Linked DNA regions of Mus musculus: all the other regions are linked to region 1. A link is a contact called in public HiChIP or PLAC-seq and Micro-C data. All regions are on one chromosome and are shown on one strand. Each heading gives the region's core, a stretch centred on a gene start, on an enhancer-like site or on the middle of the called end of the contact. The rest is flanking DNA. Distances are from core to core; before and after follow the strand shown. Region 1 holds the start of 2410017I17Rik (RIKEN cDNA 2410017I17 gene). Region 2 holds the start of H2-Q6 (histocompatibility 2, Q region locus 6). Region 3 holds the start of H2-Q4 (histocompatibility 2, Q region locus 4). Region 4 holds the start of H2-M5 (histocompatibility 2, M region locus 5). Region 5 holds the start of Pou5f1 (POU domain, class 5, transcription factor 1).

Region 1 (2,700 bases), core at 6-2,505:
TCTTGGTAGGATGCCACCACTGAGTCTTCCACTGTGGTCATCTTGCAGACCAACATTAACTGTCAGTTCAAGTGAACAGCCATCACAAAGTGTGCAGCCAGAGAAAATGACTCCCTGCCCCTGACTCTGGGGGACAAGGTACAGGTATGTTACACAGGACCCCTGGAGTGAGCTGTGGACCCCAGTGCAGCACTCACTGGAACACACTGGGCCCACAGGGAGGGCTCACTATAGCCCTGGATTTCAGAAGACCCTGTCACTCAGAAAGTCCAATTCCTGATTCACTAGGGGGAGCACTGTAATTTGTGGGGGCAGAGAGACAGCAGGAGGCTTCTGCATGTTTAGGTCTGACAGGAAACAGTGTAATCTCACAATAATCGATCTTTTAATGAGAACCCTGACTTATCTTGTGTAATTATCCAGGTTAGCAATGTAGACTGATACAAATGATAATAGGAGGGCAGGGAGAAACAGGATCACTCCAGTGCAGACAAAAACTGACTAGAAACAAAATAACGCCTTCAAAAAAAAAAAATAAAGAAAGAAAGAAAAAAGAAAGAAGAAAAAGAAAAGAGAAAAAAGAAAAAGAAATTCCAGTATTTATATTCCTCCAGGGTAGCCCATAAGGGCTCATGTGACCATTCACCACTGTAGGAATAGAAAGAATTGTGTTACAGACAGGGAGGGATCTGGGAGAATGTATTCTTTGAAAATTCTAGAAACTGGGGCAACCAGCCTAGTGTTGGGGAGTCCATGTCTCCCATCAGGTAAAGGCGACTTCAGGTCCTGAGGTGTAAGGGCTGACACACTCAGCAGGACAGGAGTCCATGTCCACAGACAGTGGGTGTGGGCAGAGAATCCAGACTAGGAGAGGCCATGGCTGACAGAGGCTATAGGGGAACTGAAGGGAGCAGCTGTTGTCACCTCAGGGAAATTCTCTCCTTCCCTCCTGAGACAGCCTGGGCACTGTCCAGGGAGAAGGCTGAGCCCTGGAAGAGTCAGTGCAGTCACTGTGACAAGGGATCAAGAGACCCAGGGACACACTCTCCCTTCTGGGACAGGGGCATCACCCCAGCTGAGGGTTTCTTCTTCCCCAGGACTGAGCCCCAGCCCGAGGGCAGAGGGAGGAGCTGCCCGCGGCCCCTGCACCTGTGCGCAGCAGCGTCTCCTTCCCGAGCTGCAGGTATCTGCGGAGCGACTCCACGCACTCGCCCTCTAGGTAGGCCTTGTAATGCTCTGCAGCACCAGCCTGCTCCCACTTGCGTCGGGTGATCAGCGCTGCCAGGTCCGCCGCCGTCCACGTGTTCAAGTCTTCGTTCAGGGCGATGTAATCTCGGCCATCATAAGCGAACTGTAGGTATCCGCGGAGGAGGCGCCCGTCCGACCCCACGTCACAGCCGAACAACAGCTGGAACGTGTGAAGGCCTGCGGGATCCCAAGGTCAGCGCCGCTCACCCGCACCGCCCCCGCTCGCCCTGGCCTAGTCCACCAGCGGACTCCTCCAAAGTGAAAGGGAAACCGGTCCTGGGTCGGTTCTGCTCCCGAACCTAGACTTGGGATTGGAGATCTCCGGCCCCTGTCTAGGGACATTTCGAGCTCGTGACCTCCCACCCAGGGTCACTCACCGCCTTCACTCTGGTTGTAGTAGCGCTGCGCGGTCCTCAGGCTCCCTCGGAAACTCTGCTCATTGCGCTTGGCGATCTGTGTCTCCCGCTCCCAATACTCCCGCCCCTCGTGCTCCATCCATGGAGCCCGCGGCTCATACCTCGGATTCTCCGCGTCGCCGTCGAAGCGCACGAACTGCGTGTCGTCCACGTAGCCGACAGAGATGAATCGGGGTTCCCGGAGGCCAGGGCGGGACAAGGCGGTCTCGAAATACCGCATCGAGTGTGAGCCTGGGGGCGGCGCGCGGTGAGACCCGGACCTCCTCACGGGACTCCGGCCCACTGCGCGGGCCGGGAGGGGAGCAGGGCGCCGGGCTCCGGATGCGGGTGTAGAAGGGCGGAGGGTCTTGTGAGCGACGGGGGGACGCGGATTCCACAGTGCCGTCCCCGCCCCTCCACGCAGAGGCCGTTTCCCTCCCGACCCCGCACTCACCCGCGCGGGTCTCGATCAGGGTCAGGGCGGCCGCCAGCAGCAGGAGCAGCATTCGCTGCGCCATTGTCCCATCTGGGATACAGGGCATTTGAGGCCCTCGGGCTGCTTGGACTTTATAACCAGCGCCCGCGGAGGAGCTGTTGGTTCCTTCCCCAGGATCCTGCCACCCAATGGAGATGAGACCTGCCAGATAATTCCTGCTACCTCCGGGTCCAGAGAGGGCATCAGATCCCCAGGAGCTATAAAGTGGTGCTGCTCCAGGGCAAGGGAGGGGCAGGAGCTGAGCTGCAGGAGAGGGTGGTGTCTGCAGGGAGCAGAGTGAGGCCCTTGTGCACCTGTGTCTTAGTGAGGGTTTCCATTGCTGTGATAAGACCCCATGACCAAAAGCAACTTGAGGAAGAAAGGGTTTCTTTCAGTTTACACTTCCACATCTCAGTCTATCATTGAAGAGATTCATGGCAGGACCTTGAGAGAGGATTCTAAGTAGGAACTGAAGCAGAGACCATGAGGATCAGTGCTAATAGCTTTGTAGTTTATGGCTTGCTCAGTCTTCTGTCTTATACAATTCGTGATCACCACCCAAGACCAACTCCAGTGGGCTGA
Region 2 (2,700 bases), core at 158-2,657, 720 kb before region 1:
GGCTGCTATTTGAAAAGATCTACAGAATCATGAAATGGGTAAATTTAATCTTTCCTCCACACTACTGATCAGGGATGAAACCTCACATCACCAGTGTGTGCTCTCTGGCATGAGAATCATCTTTCTTCCAGTGTCCACACTGCACAGGCCTGGGGAACTCTGGGGCCAACTCAATTATCAGAACCCATGTCCCACACAGCTGTGACATTCATGTCCCTCACCTCATCAGCTCATACGTGTGAGTGAAGGTCAGGGAGGGAGGGAGAGGGTCAGAAATTACATAGCTTCTACCATACTATCATATTTATTCTGTGTTATAGTTGGTGACAGTTCCTCTCCTACTGTGATTGAGTCACTAAAGCAACTGCACCTTGGAAGTGCAGAAATAGAGAAGTGCAGTGGAGACAGCGATCAGTGCCCTGCTGTCTGTGGTCTGCACAGGGGTCTCTCTTCAGTGGACAAGGGGATCTCCTGTGCTGAGTCCCAGGTCTACACAGACAAACTCAGAAGGAAGATCTTTGTTTTAAAAAACAAAAACAAAACAAAGATTCCGGGCGTGGTGGCACATGCCTTTAATCCCAGCACTTGGGAGGCAGAGGCAGGTGGATTTCTGAGTTCGAGGCCAGCCTGGAGTACAAAGTGAGTTCCAGGACAGCCAGTGCTATACAGAAAAACCCTATCTCTAAAAAAAAAAAAAAAAAAACCAAAGAAGAAACAAACAAACAAACAAACAAACAAAAACCCTGCAGCCACAGCTCTTCAACTAGGAGGTAACACAAGGAATCTGTGAGAAGACAGATCCTGAGGAGAGAGGCGAAGTCTACACTTAACTGATGAGAGTCCTGCACTCAGGCTTGGAAGTGTGAGCCGCCCATTGCAGGTGAACAGAGCCTGGTCTCTATGGAGTCCATGTGGGGCTTTGCAGACCAGCGCCTCTGCTTTAAGGAGAAGCCTATCTTCACTGCATCCCCAAGTGCTTGTGTCTCCATTGTATTCCCAGAAGTGGCATTTCTTCTAGAAGACTCCAAGGTCTGACTTCTGAAGAGAAGAAGGAAGAGGAAGAGTGGAGGATAGGGCACAGAGAGTATGGCCTGCGGGTCTCTCCTGGTGTCCTGACAGCTTCTGGATCAGAACTCGGAGACACCATGACAAACAGCTCTCTGTCCCCGGCACAGGGTTCAGGCAAAGTCTTAATCTCCAGGCTGTGAGGTCAAGGGTGGGGAAGCCCATGGCTGGGGATTCCCCATCTCCCCAGTTTCACTTCTGCTCCTAACCTGGGTCAGTTCATTCTGCCAGGACACTGATGACCTGTAACAGTTCTCACCCCTATTGGGTGAGGTGATCACCGGGAACCAATCAGCGTCGGCGCGGGAGCGGGTTGTAAAGTCCACGCTGCCCACAGGAGTCAGTCGACCTGAATCCCCGAGAGGAGCAATGGCTCTAACAACGCTGCTCTTGCTGGTGGCGGCCGCCCTGACCCTGATCGAGACCCGCGCGGGTGAGTGCGGGGTCGGGAGGGAAACAGCCCCTGTGCCGCGTCCCCGCGTCGCCCACCGGACCTCCGCCCCTTCTCCACCCGAGCCCCGAGCCCTGCTCCACTCCCGGCCCGCGTACCCGACCGGGGTCCCGGGAGGAGGTCGGGGTCTCACCGCGCGCCGCCCCCAGGCCCACACTCGCTGCGGTATTTCCACACTGCTGTGTCCTGGCCCGGCCTCGTGGAGCCCCGGTTCATTATCGTCGGCTACGTGGACAACAAGCAGTTCGTGCGCTTCGACAGCGACGCGGAAAATCCGAGGATGGAGCCGCGGGCGCGGTGGATGGAGCAGGAGGGGCCGGAGTATTGGGAGCGGGAGACACAGAAAGCCAAGGGCCATGAGGAGAGTTTCCGAGTGAGCCTGAGGACCGCACAGAGATACTACAACCAGAGCAAGGGCGGTGAGTGACCCCGGGTCGGAGGTCACGACCCCTCCACGTCCCGAAACAGAGGCCGGTGAGGTCCCGGGTCCAAAGTCCGAGTTTCAGGAGCAGAACTGACCCAGGACCGGATTCCCTTTCAGTTTGGAGGAGTCCGCGGTGGGGGGTGGGGGGGGGGGTGGGCGGAGGAGGGACTGACCACTGGGTCCCGCAGGCTCTCACACACTCCAGTGGATGTATGGCTGTGACGTGGGGTCCGACGAGCGCCTCCTCCGCGGGTACCTGCAGTTCGCCTATGAAGGCCGCGATTACATCGCCCTGAACGAAGACCTGAAAACCTGGACGGCGGCGGACATGGCTGCACAGATCACCCTACACAAGTGGGAGCAGGCTGGTATTGCAGAGAGAGACCGGGCCTACCTGGAGGGCGCTTGCGTGCAGTCGCTCCGCAGATACCTGCAGCTCCGGAAGGAGACGCTGCTGTGCACAGGTGCAGGGGCCGCGGGCAGCTCCTCCCTCTGCCCTCGGGCTGGGGCTCAGTCCTGGGGAAGAAGAAACCCTCAGCTGGGTGATGCCCCTGTCTCACAGGGGAGAGAGTGACCCTGGGTCTCCTGATCCCTCATCACAGTGACTGCACTGACTCTCCCAGGGCTCAGCCTTCTCCCTGGACAGTGCCCAGGCTGTCTCAGGAGGGAAGGAGAGAATTTCCCTGAGGTAACAACAGCTGCTCCCTTCAGTTGCCCTGTAGCCTCTGTCAGCCATGGCCTCTCCCAGGCCGGGTTCTCA
Region 3 (2,700 bases), core at 178-2,677, 770 kb before region 1:
TCACAGCATCCAATAACAGTGGTTCAGGGAGACAGGGTCTGCTGAATCCCGGTGAATCTGGGGGGCTGCTGTGGAGATCTGCATGGGGAGGTGACTGGAGTTCACACCGGTGGTCACACACATTTGTTGCTCTGTGTGATGAGTGACTCTCTTCAGGAGTCCCCACCCAACTCTGCTCTTCTTTCCACTTCACTTCTGTGGCTATGGTTTGAAAAGATCCACAGAATCATGAAATGGGTAAAATTAATCTTCCCCCACACTACTGATCAGGGATGAAACCTCACATCACCAGTGTGTGCTCTCTGGCATGAGAATCATCTTTCTTCCAGTGTCCACACTGCACAGGCCTGAGAAACTCTGGGGCCAACTCGGTTATCAGAACCAGTGTCCCACACAGCTGTGACATTCATGTCCCTCACCTCATCAGTTCAAAAGTGTGAGTGAAGGTCAGGGAGGGAGGGAGAGGGTCAGAAATTACATAGCTTCTACCGTACTATCATCATTATTCTGTGTTATAGTTGGTGACAGTTCCTCTCCTACTGTTATTGAGTCACTAAAGCAACTGCACCATGGAAGTACAGTCACAGAGAAGTGAAGTGGAGACAGGGATCAGTGCCCTGCTGTCTGTGGTCTGCACAGGGGTCTCTCTTCAGTGGACAAGGGGGTCTCCTGTGCTGAGACAATGTCCCAGGTCCACAGAGACAAACTCAGAAGGAAGATCTTTGTTTTTAAAAAAACAAAAAAGAAACAAACAAAAAACCTGCAGCCACAGACTTCATCTAGGAAGTGACACAAGGAATCTGTGTCCCAGCACAGGGCTGAGAAGACAGATCCTGAGGGAAAAGACGAAGTATCCTCTTTATAGAAGAGAGTCCTGCACTCAGGCTTGGCAGTGTGAGCCGCCCACTGCAGGTGAACAGAGCCTGGTCTCTGTGGTGTTCTAATGGGGCTTGCAGGCCAGCGCCTCTGCTTTAAGGAGAAGCCTCTCTCCACTGCATCCCCAAGCGCTTGTGTTGCCATTGTATTCCTGGAAGTGGCTTTTCTTCTGGAAGGCTCCAGGGTCTGACTTCTGAAGAGAAGAAGGAAGAGGAAGGGTGGAGGGAAGATACAGAGAGTCTGGCCTGCAGGTCTCTTCTCTCCTGGTGTCCTGACAGCTTCTGGGTCAGAACTCGGAGACACCAAGACAAACAGCTCTCTGTCCACAGCACAGGGTTCAGGCAAAGTCTTAGTCTCCAGGCAGTGAGATCAGGGGTGGGGATTTCCCATCTCCCCAGTTTCACTTCTGCTCCTAACTTGGGTCAGGTCCTTCTGCCCGGACACTGATGACTTACTGGCAGTTCTCACCCCCATTGGGTGACGTGATCACCGGGAACCAATCATCGTCGCCGCGGGAGCAGGTTATAAAGTCCACACAGCCCGCCAGAGTCAGATGCCCAGAATCCCAGAGGGGAGCAATGGCGTCAACAATGCTGCTTCTGCTGGTGGCAGTCGCCCAGACCCTGATCGAGATCCGCGCGGGTGAGTACCGGGTCCGGAGGGAAATGGCCTCTGAGGAAAGGGGAGGGGGCGGCACGGGGGAAGCCGCGTCCCGGCGTCGCCCACCTGACCCTCCGCCCCTTCTCCACCCTAGCCCCGCGCCCTGCTCCCCTCCCGGCCCGCTCACCCGCCGGGGGTCCCGGAAGGAGTTCGGGGTCTCACCGCGCCCTGCCTCCAGGCCCACACTTGCTGAGTTATTTCTACACCTCCGTGTCCCGGCCGGGCCTTGGGGAGCCCCGGTTCATCTCTGTCGGTTACGTGGACAACACGGAGTTCGTGCGCTTCGACAGCGACGCGGAGAATCCGAGATATGAGCCGCGGGCACCGTGGATGGAGCAGGAGGGGCCGGAGTATTGGGAGCGGGAAACACAGAAAGCCAAGGGCAATGAGCAGATTTTCCGAGTGAACCTGAGGACCCTGCTCAGCTACTACAACCAGAGCGCGGGCGGTGAGTGACCCCGGATCGGAGGTCACGACCCCTCCACGTCCCAAAACAGGGGCCCGAGACGTCCCGGGCCCCAAGTTCGAGGTTCTGAGCAGAACGGACGCGGGACTGGTTTCCCTTTCAGTTTGGAGGAGTCCGCGGGTGGGCGGGGCCGGGGCGTGTGGGCGGGGCTGACCGCGGGGTCCCGCAGGCTCTCACACTATTCAGGTGATCTCTGGCTGTGAAGTGGGGTCCGACGGGCGCCTCCTCCGCGGGTACCAGCAGTTCGCCTACGACGGCCGCGATTACATCGCCCTGAACGAAGACCTGAAAACGTGGACGGCGGCGGACATGGCGGCACAGATCACCCGACGCAAGTGGGAGCAGGCTGGTGCTACAGAGAAAAGCAAGGCCTACCTGGAGGGCGCGTGCGTGCAGTCCCTCCGCAGATACCTGGAGCTCGGGAAGGAGACGCTGCTGCGCACAGGTGCAGGGGCCGCGGGCAGCTCCTCCCTCTGCCCTCGGGCTGGGGCTCAGTCCTGGGGAAGAAGAAACCCTCAGCTGGGGTGATGCCCCTGTCTCAGAGGGGAGAGAGTGACCCTGGGTCTCCTGATCCCTCATCACAGTGACTGCACTGACTCTCCCAGGGCTCAGCCTTCTCCCTGGACAGTGCCCAGGCTGTCTCAGGAGGGAAGGAGAGAATTTCCCTGAGGTAACAACAGCTGCTCCCTTCAGTTCCC
Region 4 (2,700 bases), core at 184-2,683, 840 kb after region 1:
GGATGACAAGATGGACTTCGGGACTCCCAAGGAAGAAAGGAGAAAGGTCTTGACTGGGTGAAGGCTGAGAGACTTAGCATCATTGGAGTCAAGACTCCAAAGAGGTTGGGTGTGGGCTGAGAACATGGCCTGAGAAAGGGCATGGCTTACAAAGGGCTGCAGACTGAAAGGGGCAGCTGTTTAGGGATCTTCTCTCTTTCCTTCCTGAGACAATCTCAACTCTCCCGAGAAAAAGTCGCAAGAGTCTCTGTCTAGTGTTTGATCGGGAAAACCAGAACTCTCTTCCTTCTTCAGATGCAAAGAAAAGAAGCAGTATTCTAGCCCAGCTCATTTTGCTCCCTTCCAGAGAGACTGTGAGCCCCAGCCCCAGAACAGATGGAGGAGATTCCCGGCAGCCTCATATACCTGTTCTTAGCAGAGTCTCCTTCCCTATCTCCAGGTATGTGCGGAGCGACTCCACACACTCGCCCTTCAAGAAGGATTGCCTTTGCTCAGAGACACCAGACTTCTCCCACCTGCGCAGCGTGATCTGCGCAGCTGTGTCGCCTGCGACCCAGGAGTGCAGGTCCGGGCTTAGGGTGAGGTAATCGCGGCCGTCGTATGCGTGCTTCTCATGCCCACGGAGGAAGAGTCCATCTGGCCCCACTTCGCAGCCATACACACACTGAAAGACGTGAGAGCCTGGCCCCGCCCCGGTCGTATTTGGACCACAACCTTGCACGAAACCGGTTCAGGGTCTCCTCAAGTCTGGCAACCTTGGGGGCCAAACCTCGGGAGCTGAGGACCCGGGAACTCAGGGTCGTCCGTCCGTAAGGGATGTGAAAGGGTTACTCACCATCCTTGCTGTGGTTGTAGATGTCCATGGCCTCCTGCAAATTCACTAGGGCAATCTTCTCAATGACCTTGACAGTCCTGGTCTGCTGTTCCCAATACTCTGGCCCCATCTGCTTCACCCACAGAGCGCGTGGCTCCATTCTCTGATTTTTCCCCTTATTGTTGTAGCACAGGAACTGTGTGTCGTCCACGAAGACGACAAAGATGAAGGAATGCTCCCTCAAACCAGGCTGGGTCATGGTGGTGGCAAAAAACTGCAAGGAATGGATGCCTGGCGACGGAAGACACAAATCCTTTTTTTTTTTTTTTTTTTTTTTCCGGGACTTGTAGAGGTGTAGGTGACAGAAGGGGAGCAGGGCGTGGGGTTCAGGATGAAGATTGGAGAAAGGAGAGGGAAGAGTGGTGAGGCTATTTCGGTTGTGCGGCTTCTTGGCTTCTCCAGTGCTGCCCTCACTCTCCTTGGCCGAGGCAGTTTCCCTCCTGACCCGCACTCACCTGCGCGAACCAGGGTCAAGGCCAAAGCTCCGGTGAGCAGCAAGGATAGGAGGGTAGAGAGCGCAGGGCTTCTCATCCTCCGTGTTTAGAAGGTCTAGAGGGACTGAGACTTTGTTCCTCTGTGGATTTTATAACACTGCGGTGTGTGGGGAGAGACCATAATGACCTAATGGCTTTCTTCAGAATTCAGATATGCAGTCAGTTCAGGCAGAAGGACCACACAACTGACACCTGACACTGATGGTAAGCTGGAGAAAGGAACTCAAAGGTTACGGAGGAATCCATACATCCCTTGAAGAGCAGACCTGAGGGTCACATCAGAGACCAGGAATTTTACCACCCTCTTCCCCCCACACCTGGTGCCAGGAGCTGTGTTTTAACATTTTGTTTCCAGGATCTATCTCTGCACGCTTTTACAAATGTGAGGACCTCAGAGGGATACGGCATGTTACATCCGCCCACATTTATCATATTTTTAAAAGATGTATTTATTTATTTTTATGTATGTGAGTACACTGTAGCTGTCTTCAGACACACCAGAAGAGGGCATCAGATCCCATTACAGATGGTTGTGAGCTACCATATGGTTGCTGGAAATTGAATATTCTATGACCCTCAAAGTCACTTAGATGCTTTCTTAGGATCCATGACCTCGTGATATTTTCATGCATTTTTTTAAATTTACTTCCCATATTTCCTGGCAGCTGGTTAACCTGTTGATATGTTAGTATGACTCCAGTCTGAGGAGCCCAATTGCAATTGGGCTTATTAACAATCATATTATCCAACAGTGATTACTTACAGGATAAAAAGGATATTTTCATTTTTTAAATGTCTTTTGTTTTCTGGTTTTTGTTTGGTGGAGACAGACTTTTATGTAGACTGTGCTGGCTTCAAACTCTGTAACAAGACTGTCTCCCCCCCCCCCCCCAAGTGTTGAGAATACATGCCTGAATCACACAAAATACTTATTCTTGCCGGGCAGTGGTGGCCCCATGACTTTAATCCCAGCACTTGGGAGGCAGAGGCAGATGGATTTCTGAGTTCGAGGCCAGCCTGGTCTACAGAGTGAGTTTCAGGACAGCCAGGGCTACACAGAGAAACCCTGTCTCGAAAAACCAAAACCAAAACCAAAACCAAAACTAAAAAATGAAAAAACTTATTCTTATTGCATCTTTTTTTTTTCTTTTGTTTTTTCGAGACAGGGTTTCTCTGTGTAGCCCTGGCTGTCCTGGAACTCACTCTGTAGACCAGGCTGGCCTCGAACTCAGAAATCCATCTGCCTCTGCCTCCCAAGTGCTGGGATTAAAGGCGTGCGCCACCACGCCCGGCTTTATTCTTATTTCATGTGTACGTGGGTGTGTGCCTGCT
Region 5 (2,700 bases), core at 62-2,561, 640 kb before region 1:
GGAGCAGACAGACAAACACCATCCCTTGCAGACAGGCACTCTGAGGGCTATTCTCTTGCAAAGATAACTAAGCACCAGGCCAGTAATGGGATCCTCAGACTGGGCCCAGAAAACCACTCTAGGGAAGTTCAGGGTAGGCTCTCTGCACCCCCTCCTCCTAATCCCGTCTCCTTAGTGTCTTTCCGCCAGCACAGGAATGGGGGAGGGGTGGGTGACGAGGATGAACACCGGAGTCCCTGGAGGAAGGGAAGCAGGGTATCTCCATCTGAGGCTCTGTCTTTGAGGAGAGGTGGAGAGCTGGGGAAGTCTTGTGTGAGGGGATTGGGGCTCAGGAGGGGGTTGGGGAGCAGGAAGTTGTCCCCAGGGGAGCCATCCTGGCCCATTCAAGGGTTGAGTACTTGTTTAGGGTTAGAGCTGCCCCCTCTGGGGACCAGGATTGTCCAGCCAAGGCCATTGTCCTGCCCCCTTCCCCCAGTCCCTCCCAGGCCCCTTTGAACCTGAAGTCAGATATTTCTTCTCTCTACCCACCTCCCACCCGTTGGGTTTCTCCACCCAGGAACTAGGCTGGAAGCCTGGGATGAGGAGGTGGGGGGAGGGAGAACTGAGAATCTTGAGGAAAGAGGCCCCGGCCTTAACTGTGAGGGGATGGAGCCTGGGTGCAGGTCTTATGGGGGTTGGGGGGTGGTTAGTGTCTAATCTACCAACCTGGACAACACAAGATGGAATACTGTGCTCTGAAAACGCAGAGCCAGCACTTCTCTGGGGTCTCTGGGGACATATCTGGTTGGGGCTCGGGGTCCCATGGTGTAGAGCCTCTAAACTCTGGAGGACTGGAGGTGCAATGGCTGTCTTGTCCTGGCCTTGGACATGGGCTGAAATACTGGGTTCACCCATATCTAGGACTCTAGACGGGTGGGTAAGCAAGAACTGAGGAGTGGCCCCAGAAATAATTGGCACACGAACATTCAATGGATGTTTTAGGCTCTCCAGAGGATGGCTGAGTGGGCTGTAAGGACAGGCCGAGAGGGTGCAGTGCCAACAGGCTTTGTGGTGCGATGGGGCATCCGAGCAACTGGTTTGTGAGGTGTCCGGTGACCCAAGGCAGGGGTGAGAGGACCTTGAAGGTTGAAAATGAAGGCCTCCTGGGGTCCCGTCCTAAGGGTTGTCCTGTCCAGACGTCCCCAACCTCCGTCTGGAAGACACAGGCAGATAGCGCTCGCCTCAGTTTCTCCCACCCCCACAGCTCTGCTCCTCCACCCACCCAGGGGGCGGGGCCAGAGGTCAAGGCTAGAGGGTGGGATTGGGGAGGGAGAGGTGAAACCGTCCCTAGGTGAGCCGTCTTTCCACCAGGCCCCCGGCTCGGGGTGCCCACCTTCCCCATGGCTGGACACCTGGCTTCAGACTTCGCCTTCTCACCCCCACCAGGTGGGGGTGATGGGTCAGCAGGGCTGGAGCCGGGCTGGGTGGATCCTCGAACCTGGCTAAGCTTCCAAGGGCCTCCAGGTGGGCCTGGAATCGGACCAGGCTCAGAGGTATTGGGGATCTCCCCATGTCCGCCCGCATACGAGTTCTGCGGAGGGATGGCATACTGTGGACCTCAGGTTGGACTGGGCCTAGTCCCCCAAGTTGGCGTGGAGACTTTGCAGCCTGAGGGCCAGGCAGGAGCACGAGTGGAAAGCAACTCAGAGGGAACCTCCTCTGAGCCCTGTGCCGACCGCCCCAATGCCGTGAAGTTGGAGAAGGTGGAACCAACTCCCGAGGAGGTAAGTGAAGGGACTTGGCTGGGCTGGCAGAGGCAGCAGTGAAGGGAATTGGGAACATGTAGGGTAGCCACCCTGCCTGCCAAAGGTGGTGATGGCTGCCGGGCCTCCTGAGAAGCACGACGCAGTGTGGACTAGAACCCAGAATTGCAAGAATCAGAAACCGGCCTGGATTGTTTCGGCCTGGCCCTTGTCATGTAGGTCACCTAGGCCTGGCCTGTGTCCCGACACTTGCTTCATGCCATCACTGTCTGTACACCAGTGATGCGTGAAAATCAGCCCCCCCCCAAAAAAAAAAACATATCAGCCCCTCTGGGGACTTGGATCACAGTCGGACCCAGGAACTTGGCCTTAAGGTTAGGCATGGCTGGGGGGGTAAAAAATGGTGCTTATCCTGGAGTTATTGTTACTGAAGAGGTTGGGTGTGACTGGCTGCTGATAGGAGCTCTTGTTTGGGCCATGTGTGGAGTAGGGCTCACCTTCAGTCAAGTTTACGGCCTGTCTACTTTAGCCTCAGACTCCATGAGTCACCTTTACACGAGCAGACCCTTGTAGTGCCTGAGGTGCAGATCTGATCGATTTCAGCCTTTCTACCTTTCCTTGTAAACAAGAAAGGGACACCCTTGGGTAGGGGAGTTTTATCTCCAGGCCATCTTAAGATCATTCTGTGAGTGCACGGGCCTTGCTTAGTGTCTGATGGCCTACAGCCAGCACTCTGGAGCAAGTGTAAGCAATTAGCCTTAAGAACAAGGTGCGAGTGGATACCGATGCCCGCCGGGAGTTCCGACAGCTTAGCGATTGTTGTAGCAGGAGTCCCCTCCCTAAGTGCCAGTTTCTGTGTTATCTCAGGTCCTGTATGCCGCCGGGAGTCCCCTAGGAAGGCATTAATAGTTTATCTCACATCTTAAATGGCCCTTAATGAAGCAAGAGATTTGAACCT

What was found. Hi-C and Micro-C count contacts between places; a contact is called where the count stands out from the background. HiChIP or PLAC-seq counts read pairs in DNA pulled down with a chosen protein or histone mark.
Region 2: a contact with region 1 is called in an H3K4me3 HiChIP or PLAC-seq map of stem cell-derived neural progenitor cells, with 13 times the contacts expected there. The contact joins the promoter of H2-Q6 here to the promoter of 2410017I17Rik in region 1. A contact is called at or near these places in 2 of 115 datasets of contacts at active chromatin or transcription factors (embryonic stem cells and stem cell-derived neural progenitor cells).
Region 3: an H3K4me3 HiChIP or PLAC-seq map of stem cell-derived neural progenitor cells shows a contact between it and region 1, with 17 times the contacts expected there. The contact joins the promoter of H2-Q4 here to the promoter of 2410017I17Rik in region 1. A contact is called at or near these places in 3 of 115 datasets of contacts at active chromatin or transcription factors (embryonic stem cells and stem cell-derived neural progenitor cells).
Region 4: an H3K27ac HiChIP or PLAC-seq map of embryonic stem cells shows a contact between it and region 1, with 2.5 times the contacts expected there. The contact joins the promoter of H2-M5 here to the promoter of 2410017I17Rik in region 1. A contact is called at or near these places in 3 of 39 promoter capture datasets (embryonic stem cells and hippocampal neurons) and 1 of 115 datasets of contacts at active chromatin or transcription factors (embryonic stem cells).
Region 5: a contact with region 1 is called in a Micro-C map of embryonic stem cells, with 7 times the contacts expected there. The contact joins the promoter of Pou5f1 here to the promoter of 2410017I17Rik in region 1. A contact is called at or near these places in 1 of 484 Hi-C or Micro-C datasets (embryonic stem cells) and 1 of 115 datasets of contacts at active chromatin or transcription factors (embryonic stem cells).

Annotation. Positions count from the first base shown.
Region 1 is chr17:36,143,763-36,146,462 of GRCm38.p6, forward strand. It overlaps 2410017I17Rik (RIKEN cDNA 2410017I17 gene), which reads left to right and starts at 1,256. Exons shown (of 4, transcript NR_033517.1): 1 at 1,256-1,440. Gm10499 (predicted gene 10499) reads right to left here and starts at 2,187. Exons shown (of 8, transcript NM_001370818.1): 1 at 2,098-2,187; 2 at 1,626-1,895; 3 at 1,150-1,425. The coding sequence starts at 2,161. It also overlaps a transcript of Gm8909 not described here.
Region 2 is chr17:35,423,443-35,426,142 of GRCm38.p6, forward strand. H2-Q6 (histocompatibility 2, Q region locus 6) reads left to right here and starts at 1,408. Exons shown (of 7, transcript NM_207648.2): 1 at 1,408-1,498; 2 at 1,666-1,935; 3 at 2,129-2,404. The coding sequence starts at 1,435.
Region 3 is chr17:35,378,190-35,380,889 of GRCm38.p6, forward strand. It overlaps H2-Q4 (histocompatibility 2, Q region locus 4), which reads left to right and starts at 1,428. Exons shown (of 6, transcript NM_001143689.1): 1 at 1,428-1,518; 2 at 1,631-1,984; 3 at 2,172-2,447. The coding sequence starts at 1,455.
Region 4 is chr17:36,988,100-36,990,799 of GRCm38.p6, forward strand. H2-M5 (histocompatibility 2, M region locus 5) reads right to left here and starts at 1,434. Exons shown (of 6, transcript NM_001115075.2): 1 at 1,330-1,434; 2 at 836-1,105; 3 at 406-681. The coding sequence starts at 1,405.
Region 5 is chr17:35,504,721-35,507,420 of GRCm38.p6, forward strand. Pou5f1 (POU domain, class 5, transcription factor 1) reads left to right here and starts at 1,312. Exons shown (of 5, transcript NM_013633.3): 1 at 1,312-1,763. The coding sequence starts at 1,380. Gm32362 (a long non-coding RNA gene) reads right to left here and starts at 1,017. Exons shown (of 3, transcript XR_385564.3): 1 at 706-1,017. RefSeq lists promoters at 1-1,382, 1-1,331, 1,089-1,358 and enhancers at 1-94, 89-1,097, 179-421.